Linked DNA regions of Mus musculus: region 1 is linked to region 2. The links are chromatin contacts, called in public Hi-C maps. All regions are on one chromosome and are shown on one strand. The core of a region is the stretch at or near the end of the contact, and the rest is flanking DNA. Distances in the headings are between cores, read along the strand shown. Region 1 has its middle 87 kb from the start of Gm39601. Region 2 overlaps Meis1 (Meis homeobox 1).

What was found. Hi-C and Micro-C count contacts between places; a contact is called where the count stands out from the background.
Region 1: a Hi-C map of the N1E-115 cell line shows a contact between it and region 2, with 4 times the contacts expected there. The contact joins two enhancer-like sites. A contact is called at or near these places in 1 of 484 Hi-C or Micro-C datasets (the N1E-115 cell line) and 1 of 115 datasets of contacts at active chromatin or transcription factors (extraembryonic endoderm stem cells).

The regions. Positions count from the first base shown.
Region 1 is chr11:19,528,774-19,533,893 of GRCm38.p6, reverse strand. No RefSeq gene overlaps it. Among named protein-coding and RNA genes, the nearest start is that of Gm39601, 87 kb to the left of the region's middle. Within about 2 kb of position 2,128, at least 34 of the 459 cell types and tissues checked have an H3K27ac peak or open chromatin away from gene starts, as enhancers often do. A contact at or near this core is called in the N1E-115 cell line, where this site is marked.
Region 2 is chr11:18,925,457-18,930,244 of GRCm38.p6, reverse strand. All of the region lies in intron 8 of Meis1 (Meis homeobox 1), which reads left to right. Among named protein-coding and RNA genes, the nearest start is that of 8430419K02Rik, 50 kb to the right of the region's middle. Within about 2 kb of position 2,719, at least 39 of the 459 cell types and tissues checked have an H3K27ac peak or open chromatin away from gene starts, as enhancers often do. A contact at or near this core is called in the N1E-115 cell line, where this site is marked.

The sequences.
Region 1 (5,120 bases), core at 879-3,378, 600 kb before region 2:
GTACAGGAACATTTGGTGCATGTAGTCTGCTCTGTGTGGTGGAGATGGGGCACATTGCCAGCTGGAAGAGTCAACAGACACCTTCCATCAGCCAAGGCTGTGGCTTTCATTCAGGGGTCATAAATGCTCCCAACCCTCAAGTCTTGAAAAAGAAAACTACAAGATTCCTGTGGCTCTCTCAGAAATCTAGATAAGGACTTCACACTTGCTAACATGCATGCCTTTCCACAGGTATATCCACATTGTAAAATCACACATAGAACTCAAGACTCAGCATCAGTGAGACTCAGCCCTAGTAGCCTACACCATCTCGCACAGAGCTTTGACAATACTACCCATAGATCCTGATCTACTTGGTTCAGAATGGGAGAACTTGGGCTAAATGGTTTCAATGGGTCATGACAGATGAGTTAATTTTTCTATTGCTGCGATAAGACACCATGATCAAGCCCAAAGAATGGAAGAAGTTTATTTGGACTCATGATCACAGAGGGCTAACAGTGTATCATGGAAGGGAGGCATGACAGCAGGCAGACATGGCAGCAGGAAGCTGAGACCTCACAAGGTAACAAATACATCAACTAGGAACTACGTGTTCAAATACCTGAGCTTATGGGTAGATGGGTGGATGTTCTTATTTAAACCATCTTACCTGGGCTCTGGAACCTCCTGTCTGAGGTTCTTGTTATACACTTTTATCTCATCCCAGAACCCCTTTGCCACAGACTTCTAAATCCGACATCACTGCCCTTACTTCAGGCAGGCTGGGGCCTGAGGCGCAGAGGCACAGAAGAAGTTAAATCATCCTCCTAAGGTCACCAGCTGGTAAGTGGTAGGCCCACGATGATCTCATGCTGCAGCTGCTGGACCGGGGAAGGATGATGACGTCGTTAGCTAGGTGACCCTCAGGTGAAGTATCTCCGTTCTCCTCAGATGTGGCTGCCAGGATCTCCTCTTATTCCCACCTAGGAAATGGGTGTCAAAGATGCTGAGACAGGATAGCAGAATGTTGGCTGTAGCCTCAAAGGTCCAGTGCTCTGCAGGGGCTGTACCTGTAAGCAGCCATAGCCGAATGAAAAATATCCATAGTCACTTCTGTGTCTATACAGAATGACGTCAAAAGGAAGATTTAAGGAATGGTGGAAGGCTTCGGATGAAGCCAACATGGAGTGACTTAGGAGGCTGTGGGACTCAGCCATTTTCTGCCAGCTCTTCCTTAGCTCACCAGTGGTTGCTTCTGAAGGCATCAGGCCAGGCCATGGGATCCACTTGTCTTTGGGGATCAGTGTACATCCCCAGTTGTTTTGCAAGCCATCGGGCTTAGCAGAATGCCAAGCATTTTTCCTATGGAAATATTCTGTGTGGTTCTGATTACTGCTCTCTCCTCTGCTGTCTTCCCAGGCTGCTTTTCATTTCCTGCTGTTGGCCTGCCTCTTTCTTCCTTGGCCCAGGTCAGTCTCCTTTTGTTCACTTAAGACGCTTTTCCAGGTGGCCCCAATTCTCTTGCTCTGCCCCATCTCTTCTTGGGGCTCTCTTCTCCAAGACCCCTGTTCAGTACTCCCTTTGCCTGTGGAGTCTGTGTGAATTGTCACGCCAAATGCTACTTTGTTTGAACCCTTAGCCATGACAGGAGGGCCAAGGGTCCTGAATAATACAGTCAGCTTCTGCCTTTAAGGGAGCTTTTGGTGGCAGTCATTCGTCTTGTTACTTTATTCTGCTGTTGATATGATTTGGGTTTGGATTTGGGTGGAGAGGACAGTTTCTTCCTTATGGGTGGCTTCTGAACTCTGTCATTGCTTACTTAAGAAAACTCAGCGTGAAGCCAAGGAACTTTTAATAGAGGGTCTTTACACTGGTGGTGTAGAAACGGGATGCTAAGGTTCTATAAAGGCAGCATTCGCCTAGATCCTAGCCAGCCCCTCTACTTGTGGGCTGTGGGTTTTTCCAAGTCATTCTCTTTTCTCAGTTTCATTTGTCAAAGCTGTTGGTGTTCAGAAGGCAGACGCTGGGGGAAAGTGTAGCCTGGATGAATCGAATCAGCTGTTTTGGCAACAATTCCCGTGAAAAGGCTGTGTCAGACAGGAAGTTCAGCGCTAGGCATCCTTGGGTTGGAGGTCAAGTAGCGATCTCATTTATCTCTGCCAAGTCCGTTGCCCTCTGCCCTTTCTGGTGCGCTTTGCCTGCACCCAAGAACCTAATTTGTGTTTGAAAACCAGGAGCAGAGTCGCCATGGCCCCATGTTTCCGGCTTAAGCCTGTCAGTAGAGAACATGAGAATTTAGATGGGCATCTTCTGGGATCCAGAGATGGGTGAGCCATGTGCTGATCCAGTGGGCAGCCCGGAGGCATGGTCTCCTTCTCCCAGCATTTCACCGGAGGCCAGAAGCAAGGGGCTTGGTGAGAGAGGGGCAAGGGAAGTGTGAAATGAAGCTGCAGAAGAAAGCCGGCTTTCACAAAGGGAAGTCACCGATTCTGTCTGTGATCAATCATGCTTAACAAAGAGGCCAGTGACACAGCCTTGCCCACCCCGGCATCGCCACCCCACTATCCCAAGCCTATCAGAACACACCGAGGCCATTTTGGCGAAGGACCCTTTTCCTGAAGCCAGCTTTTCCCAACGCAGATGAAACGGATGAGCTGATGACAGCACTTTTTTTTTTTTTTTTTTGAATTGTGAATGCAGTCCTGGGCAGCAGGAGCCACCTTCATGAGAGGCCACCCATTTCCCGATGCGTCCCCCCAAAATGTCAACCTATACTATAAAGCCGAAAAAGACATTTCACATACATAAAATATGTAATTAAAATGATGAATTATTGTAAGATAGAATATTAGCCTTGTGACATTTTAATCTGAACGCAAGAGAGAGGGAGAGAAAGTACAATCTGAAGCGCTCAATTAAATTTAGAATTTCCCCCCTCCATTGTTATGAATAAATAGGAGAGATTCTGTAGCAGTCAGTGGAATTATTAATTGCAACTAGTGTAGAAGGTGCATGCACCATATCATGAGATGGAATATCATTGTTAGTGACTATATTTCTTGGTAATTAAGGCCCAGACTAATGATGCAAGTTCTCTCCAGCATGATTTTCATCTGATTATGAGGCTGCTTCATTAAGAGCACTCAGCTTAACGAGCTGTAGCTGTAATAAAGTAATTTTCTGTCTTGTGCTCTGATTGATAAAGAGTTTCTATAGCTAAAAGGAATTGAAAATATAATTATAATTAGAAATGGTTGAATAAAGTTATTACAGGATTGCTGAAGGGTACTGCAATTGACACCATAATGTTTTTTTGGAAGTGAGCATTTTAAAATTAGACTTTATCAAGCAACAAAACTCCTTTGCTAATAACTGGGCCGAATGTTGCTGCTTCCATAAAATGAACATTTAGATTCAAGGAGAACGAGACTTTCCCACATTGTTCTCTACAAGAAAAACATATGCAAGAAGAATGTCGCCGCCCCTCTCCTCAGCATTCTTCCCCCGTGAAGTAAAGCTTATGAACATACTTTTTACCCCATTTATAATAATTTCCCTTCTGCCATATGTTGGGAAAAGATCTTTTTGATTAAGCTGATGTCTTCTTAAGCGTACAGTATAAATTCGGAGGTTCTTCTTGCCAGTGTGTAGAGAGTTATGCTGTCTGTTTACATATTTATATTTATGAAGCTGAAGGTTTCAGATAATTTTTCGAATTGCATAGAGGTATTCTTTTCTCTCTTTGCCATGCATTGGTTGATATCGAAATATAACTGGGGAGTATACAAGACTCCAGCCCCCTCCCCGGGGGAATGCTAATCAACTTTTTAGCCCAGAAACCTTATTTCTTGTTATGATGTTCACATTTATAAACCATGAAAACCCTGTTAGTGCAGCCCTGGTGTGTCTGTCATTGGATATGTCTGCAATATTGACATATAAATCCATGGCAGTGGTTTTATTTAGAATTAGCTGATATACTTTGTGCTCCAAATTAGTTTCACATCTTTAATTTAGTCTCTTTTGTCTCATTTGAGCTCCCTGCCTGCATGAGAGACATACATAGGCTTTAAAGCTATATGGTTATGTAAATCTGTTTTATGCAAACTCGCCCAGATATTATAAGCTCTGGGCTGCACTGAGGAGCGCCTGGCTCTTTCTAGGTCCACACTTTTGATGGATTATTTCAAAACAGTTTCTTCCCTGTTTCTGATGATCAGAAAGACTTAGAGTTTTTTGAGACCCATTTTAAGCATACTATAGAGTAATAAAGATATGTTATTGGGATACCATTAGTTAGATTAGAAAGAAAAAAAACGGGCAGAATTTTATTGGCTGTTCATTGAAAATGTTAGCTGTGATTAGTTACATAATCCTACATTAACCTGTAAATTAAAATTCCTTGGTGCAATTTGATGGCTGATTTAATTTTGTCTTTCTTTGTTTGCCGCAGGCTAATTCCATTATGAATTCTTTATACAGCCTTTTCCCTCAATGATTAGCAGCTTCTACTCAAGTTCTGATTACTATTGTACACTTAGCACTACATAAAGCCGGGGATTAATATTCCCCTGAAGAATTGTTGCTATGGATCTGCTCTGTTCCGTCTAAGAGATGTTTCTGCAGCTTCAATTGTCCATAAATTATGATCTCTGGTGAGTTATCAGTGGGAGTGAGCCGAGCTTAACAAGCTGAAGACTGCATTCTCGTTCAGGGAGAAAAAAGTCAAGGGAAAAAGAGAAAGATTCTCAATTATTAATTGTGAGGTTGAGTCACTCAGAAGTGGTATTTTCCCCCAGCTCTGCCCTCATAGACATTTACAGCTCGGCGTGAGCATGTACGTTAAAGCAGAAGCTCTTAAAATCTTTCAATATTTACTGACCAGAACATATGAGTGGGTTCTGGTCAGCTGTAAAGCAGGAGAGAAGATGCAGTTCTGCCTCCCAGGAACAGCAGACGTCACATTTGTTCTGGTTGGAGGAGTGGCATTTTCTTATTTGGTATAGTATGATTTCTATACTTACTGGTATAGGAATACACCAATAGTTTTCCCTATTCAAATACCCCCTCCCCAAATCCCAGATGCCTCAGGAGAACATGAGAAAACTTCTGGGTTCCTAGACTTTCCCAGCCATACA
Region 2 (4,788 bases), core at 1,470-3,969:
AATGTAATTAGGGTCTAATTTACCACCCTTTGCACACAGATGTAATAATGTCTAGATATTTATTCTATCTTTAAGCACGTTACATATACCTCAGTGCAGCCGTTACTGAAGAGAAACAGGTGTGCGCACTTTCCTAATTCATTTTTACACTGTAAACACATAGCAATTGAAGGGAAATATTTACCAAAAATGAGGGGAAGGAATGTCTGCAAATGAGGCAGTAATGGACAGTTGCCCTTTATGTACTGATGGATTTCTCAACGGTTAAGTAAATTAAAGCAAATGCTAGAAAAATCAATAGGCCAGCATAGTCTTGGTTTTGCCTCATAGACTTCAGGACAGAATGACAGATGTGGTATCTATGACCCATTTAAGTATTAATGCTTGAAAAATTGCTTCTGCATGCAAGGCTGTAAGCTTAGAAACATTCTGTTATATTAAATTATGGACAATAGTATTTTTAAGTGTATGTGGAATTTATATGTTTCAGTTAGGCTGTTCTTATGTACTGTAGTGATACTGGAAGATTGGTTGTCGGGGTAGCCCCATAAATCAGATGTGAATATTCCTGCATGGAAATGTCGTCAAGGGGCTCCAGTTGAAAGGTGTAAATGATGTATTTTGAGTGGATGTGTACACTGAAGTGAATATGCTAACTAACACTATACACGAAGACCAAATTAAATTTAATTAAGGCATAGATACTCGGAGCCTTTGGAAAATGCCTGAAAATAACACTCAAATATGGCCTAATTCAATTAACTTCTGGGCTACAAATGTTATCTTTTATATTTGAACTAGCAGAAGTAGCATGTTACATAGATGGGCTGTCACAGGGTGTAGAATATTAAAATTAATCTGAAGATTGGAATCAGCTTCCAGAAATATACAGATGCCTGTTGTATTTCTGTTGTCTGTAACACAGAACTGTTCACTTTCATAGTCATTGTTCATGTTTAGAGAAATGAATTACGCCAGGTGCAGTGGCTCATACCTTTAATCCCAACACTCAGGAGGTTGAGGCAGGCAGATCTCTGTTCAAGGCTAGCCTGGTCTACCTAGCAAGTTCCAAGATAGCCAGAGCCACATAGTGAGAGACAAAAAAAAAAAAAATCAATTACTACCTTCAAGACAATTTATATCATATCATAGTAAGTTTGTTGAGTGCTGGGGGTAGGAGACAAGAGACAGGTTGAGAGGCAGATTCATGTGGACTTGCTCATTAGAGAGTGTGGTTGTGTTGACATTATCATGTTGGTGGCTTGCAGTGAGCTGTTTACCTTCTTGTTCAGTCCCCATCTCGGTGGTTGGTGCTTCCCTTCCCTTCTTTACCTAGAATAGGCAGACATGGTCCAGACTGCCTCTGCATACTAAACATCATATATAAAGGTGATGCTATGTTAAATAAAATCACTGAGGTGATGCAATGCAAAGACACAGAGCAACTGTCTAGATTCTTCATAGAAGACACTGTCATGATTTTTTATTTCCATACAGCATTTATAATATATAATCATAGCATCCTCTTGTATTTGTATCATGAGGCTTACATTGAGCACATTCAGAAAGTCATGGAAGCATAAAGAATGGTCTTTAAAAGTTAAAGGCTGTTTTCTAAAACTTCAGAAAGTAGAAATTATGACCAACTTGAAGATTATTTGCCTAGTTTTATAGAAATGATCCTTGAAATTTTAATAGACCTCAAATTATCTGGGGATCCTTTTTAAAAAACACAAATTCTGATTCAAGGATAGGGATTTTTAGCAAGCTTCCAATGATGTCCATTTTCTTGGCTCACTGGCGATACCTTACCTAGCCAAGATCTCAGAGACACATGCCAAAAGACAAATATTAAATAGAAAGGTGATTTTTTTCTTGATTTTTATAATTTCCTAACTCTGGTTTAAAATACAGTCATTTTCATTTTATCAGTCAGACCAAGGTGTTTTGTGTTTCTTTTGCAATCCTCAATTATTTTTCAGTGTATAACAACTTCCCTTTGGGTATCAAATAGCTTTCATGAGTATGTCAAACATGCCAAAAGCTTGGCTTCTTTTCACAAAGAAATGAGGGTGGTTTTGTCTGGCTTATTGACAGTGTACTTGGACATTCTGGGCAGATGGAAAGGTTGCAATGATGGTCTAGTTATAGATGAGGCTGTGCTCCCATCTCCCATCAGTGTTCTGGGGATGCTGTCCAGAGCTGGAAGTTAACTGTGGTGTGAGGGCAGAGTGTGCAGTGCTTGTGGACATCCCCACAGTCCTGCTGTATCCCTGGAGACCAATGGCTTTTGTCAGTCCGTAGTCACTACATCAGTAAGTACTGAGGCAGTGACATGTTTTGGGGAGAATTGTATGCATATTTTTCATTTGCTCTGTAGTGAACTTCTGACTTACACGCTTGCACTCTCAAATTTGCACCTACCTGGAAAGTGAGTTGTTTTAAAATATGAACATCTGAAAAGTCAATTCGCCCTAGTTTGGCTAAGATTTAAGGAATTATGATAAGTAACAAGTACCTATTAATCACTGTGGAACAGGTAAATTTTCACTCATTAGGGTCACATACTGGATGGAGTTTCTTGAAATTGGGTCATTTATTTTGGTTGAAGGCATTGAGGATCAAAGGTCACATGGAATCCAAAAGCCATTAGTCAGGGTTCTTTTCTGGAGCCTTTAGATGTCATTGTATGAGTCACCCGTGGTAGCCTGGGCCTGGCCTGCTGTTGTGGACCTGGCAGGGTGCCTACTTTATTTCCAGTTTGCATAGATAAAAAGCAGAGCAGCTACTCTTGGAATCACTATAAAAATAAGCTTACATAAAATCTCCATTTGAAATACAGTATGCCTGTGCCCCTGCAAGCTTCCTCTCAGGGCAGTGTGGGATCTAGACATTGACAACAGGGAGAGACTTGCATTTCATAGCAATGCAAATTGTCCTTTGTTTAGGTGTACGAATTTATCCTTCCTCATGGAATTATTGAAGACCTGACCTTCTTAAAGAATTGTAATGATAAGCCACAGAGCCATACATTTTAATTTATTAATAGCAAATAAAAATCAAGGAATCAACTTAACCAGTGGTGTGTGTGTGTGTGTGTGTGTGTGTGTGTGTGTGTGTGTAGCTATTCCCTCTTGCTAAGACGGAGACAACTTGGCAGTACTGAGTTATGAGTAGCAGAAGTACTGGGCAAGAGATTTTGTCCAGTCAGTTCATTTACTTTCCCCATTGAGCCCTGTGCGTATCAGGCCCACACCCTGAAGTGAAAACACCATCAATTACCATGATGACAGGCACCCACTACTTACTCTCTGAAAGTTATTTGTATTTGACTAGAAACTGTAAGCACTCAGCAACATTCATCACATGAGGGTTCAAAACAGACTGAGTAAATATTGGACTGAATTTCTAAGCAGACATGCATGAAATGGCATGGATTTGAATTTTTAAAAATTGAGCTCTAAGCAAGCATCCCATTTGACCTAAACAGATTATTATTGACTAGTTAATTTGCATGTGATCCTACAATGAATACTTGTATCCCAATTTTACAGATGAAGGAAAAGGACAGAAAGGATTAGAGAGCTAAGAGAGATCTCTCTATACAGTGAAGCAGGGGCCATAATTTCCAACCTCCTGGAGCTCTCTACTTCCATGCCCTGACATTAAAAGTTATCACTTGTTTTTGTTCTTGAAATTGCCTCGCATGCACACTTAATAGATGAACATGGAGCCAGGCATCCCTATGACCTCACTGGGGCCCTGGCTTTGCCACAGTCACTAAAGCATTAACACCATGGTTAGATGGTCGCCAGACCCCTGGCCCTTTACATGGAATTTAAAGTATCCCTAGATGTTTCTGGTTTTGCTCCAAGAACATCAGGTGTGTGTGTGTGTGTGTGTGTGTGTGTTGATGGGTTTGTGTTGATGGTGGGATTAATGTTGGGCCCTTCTCCAGGAAAGCCATATTTTTATTTGATTTGATAAGAATTATCCTCATCAGCCTAATCCCACCACACAGGGGCTAAAATACTTGAAAGCACTGTGCCATAAATTATGGTTAAACTTAACCAAGGAATTACAAGGTAAATAGAGTCACTGAAATTTCTCTGTATAAGTTCAACTGCTTGGCGAGGGCCTCTGGGAAGCTTCCTAAGGCAGAAAGAACCAGAGAGTGAGGAGAATTTGGGATGAAGGCTTCTGAGAGTTGTGAGAAGTGGGTGAGTGGGAGTGGGGCCTCAGGATAGCGGGTGAGTGGGAGTGGGGCCTCAGGATAGCGGGTTTCCTGCCAGAAGCTTCTGTTTCCCGATGTCCACTGAAGGTGGAGATGTGGATGGAGCCATGAATCCAGAGTACAGTCAGAAGAGGAGAGAGCAGAGCTTGCAGGGTATACCTGCTTTTAAAGGCTCAGTGGAGCAAAAAACTTACAGAAAGAGGCAAAGGTGGGGTGGGGGGGCTGTCAAAGGTGGAGATGTGAGTGAACTGATTTCTGGGGTTCTTTCCAGCACCAATAATCCAAGAAAAGAAGAAAGGTACAAGGCTAGCTCCAAAGACTCCATGCCTTAAGTTTATTCAGTTCTGGCTCCATCCTCCTCTCCCACTGCCCAGCTGATGGAGTCACCTTGGGATTCTGGAGTTGCTGGCATTTCCCTTTCGTCCTCTCTCCTGCGGCTGCTGATTCTTCCTTCTAAATGCTTCTTCTCCTCACCATTGGAGCTATGTCCAGCTTCTGAGTTTTCTCTGTCTCCTCAGTTACCCCACCTCTAACATTAACCCCTCATTTTCCCA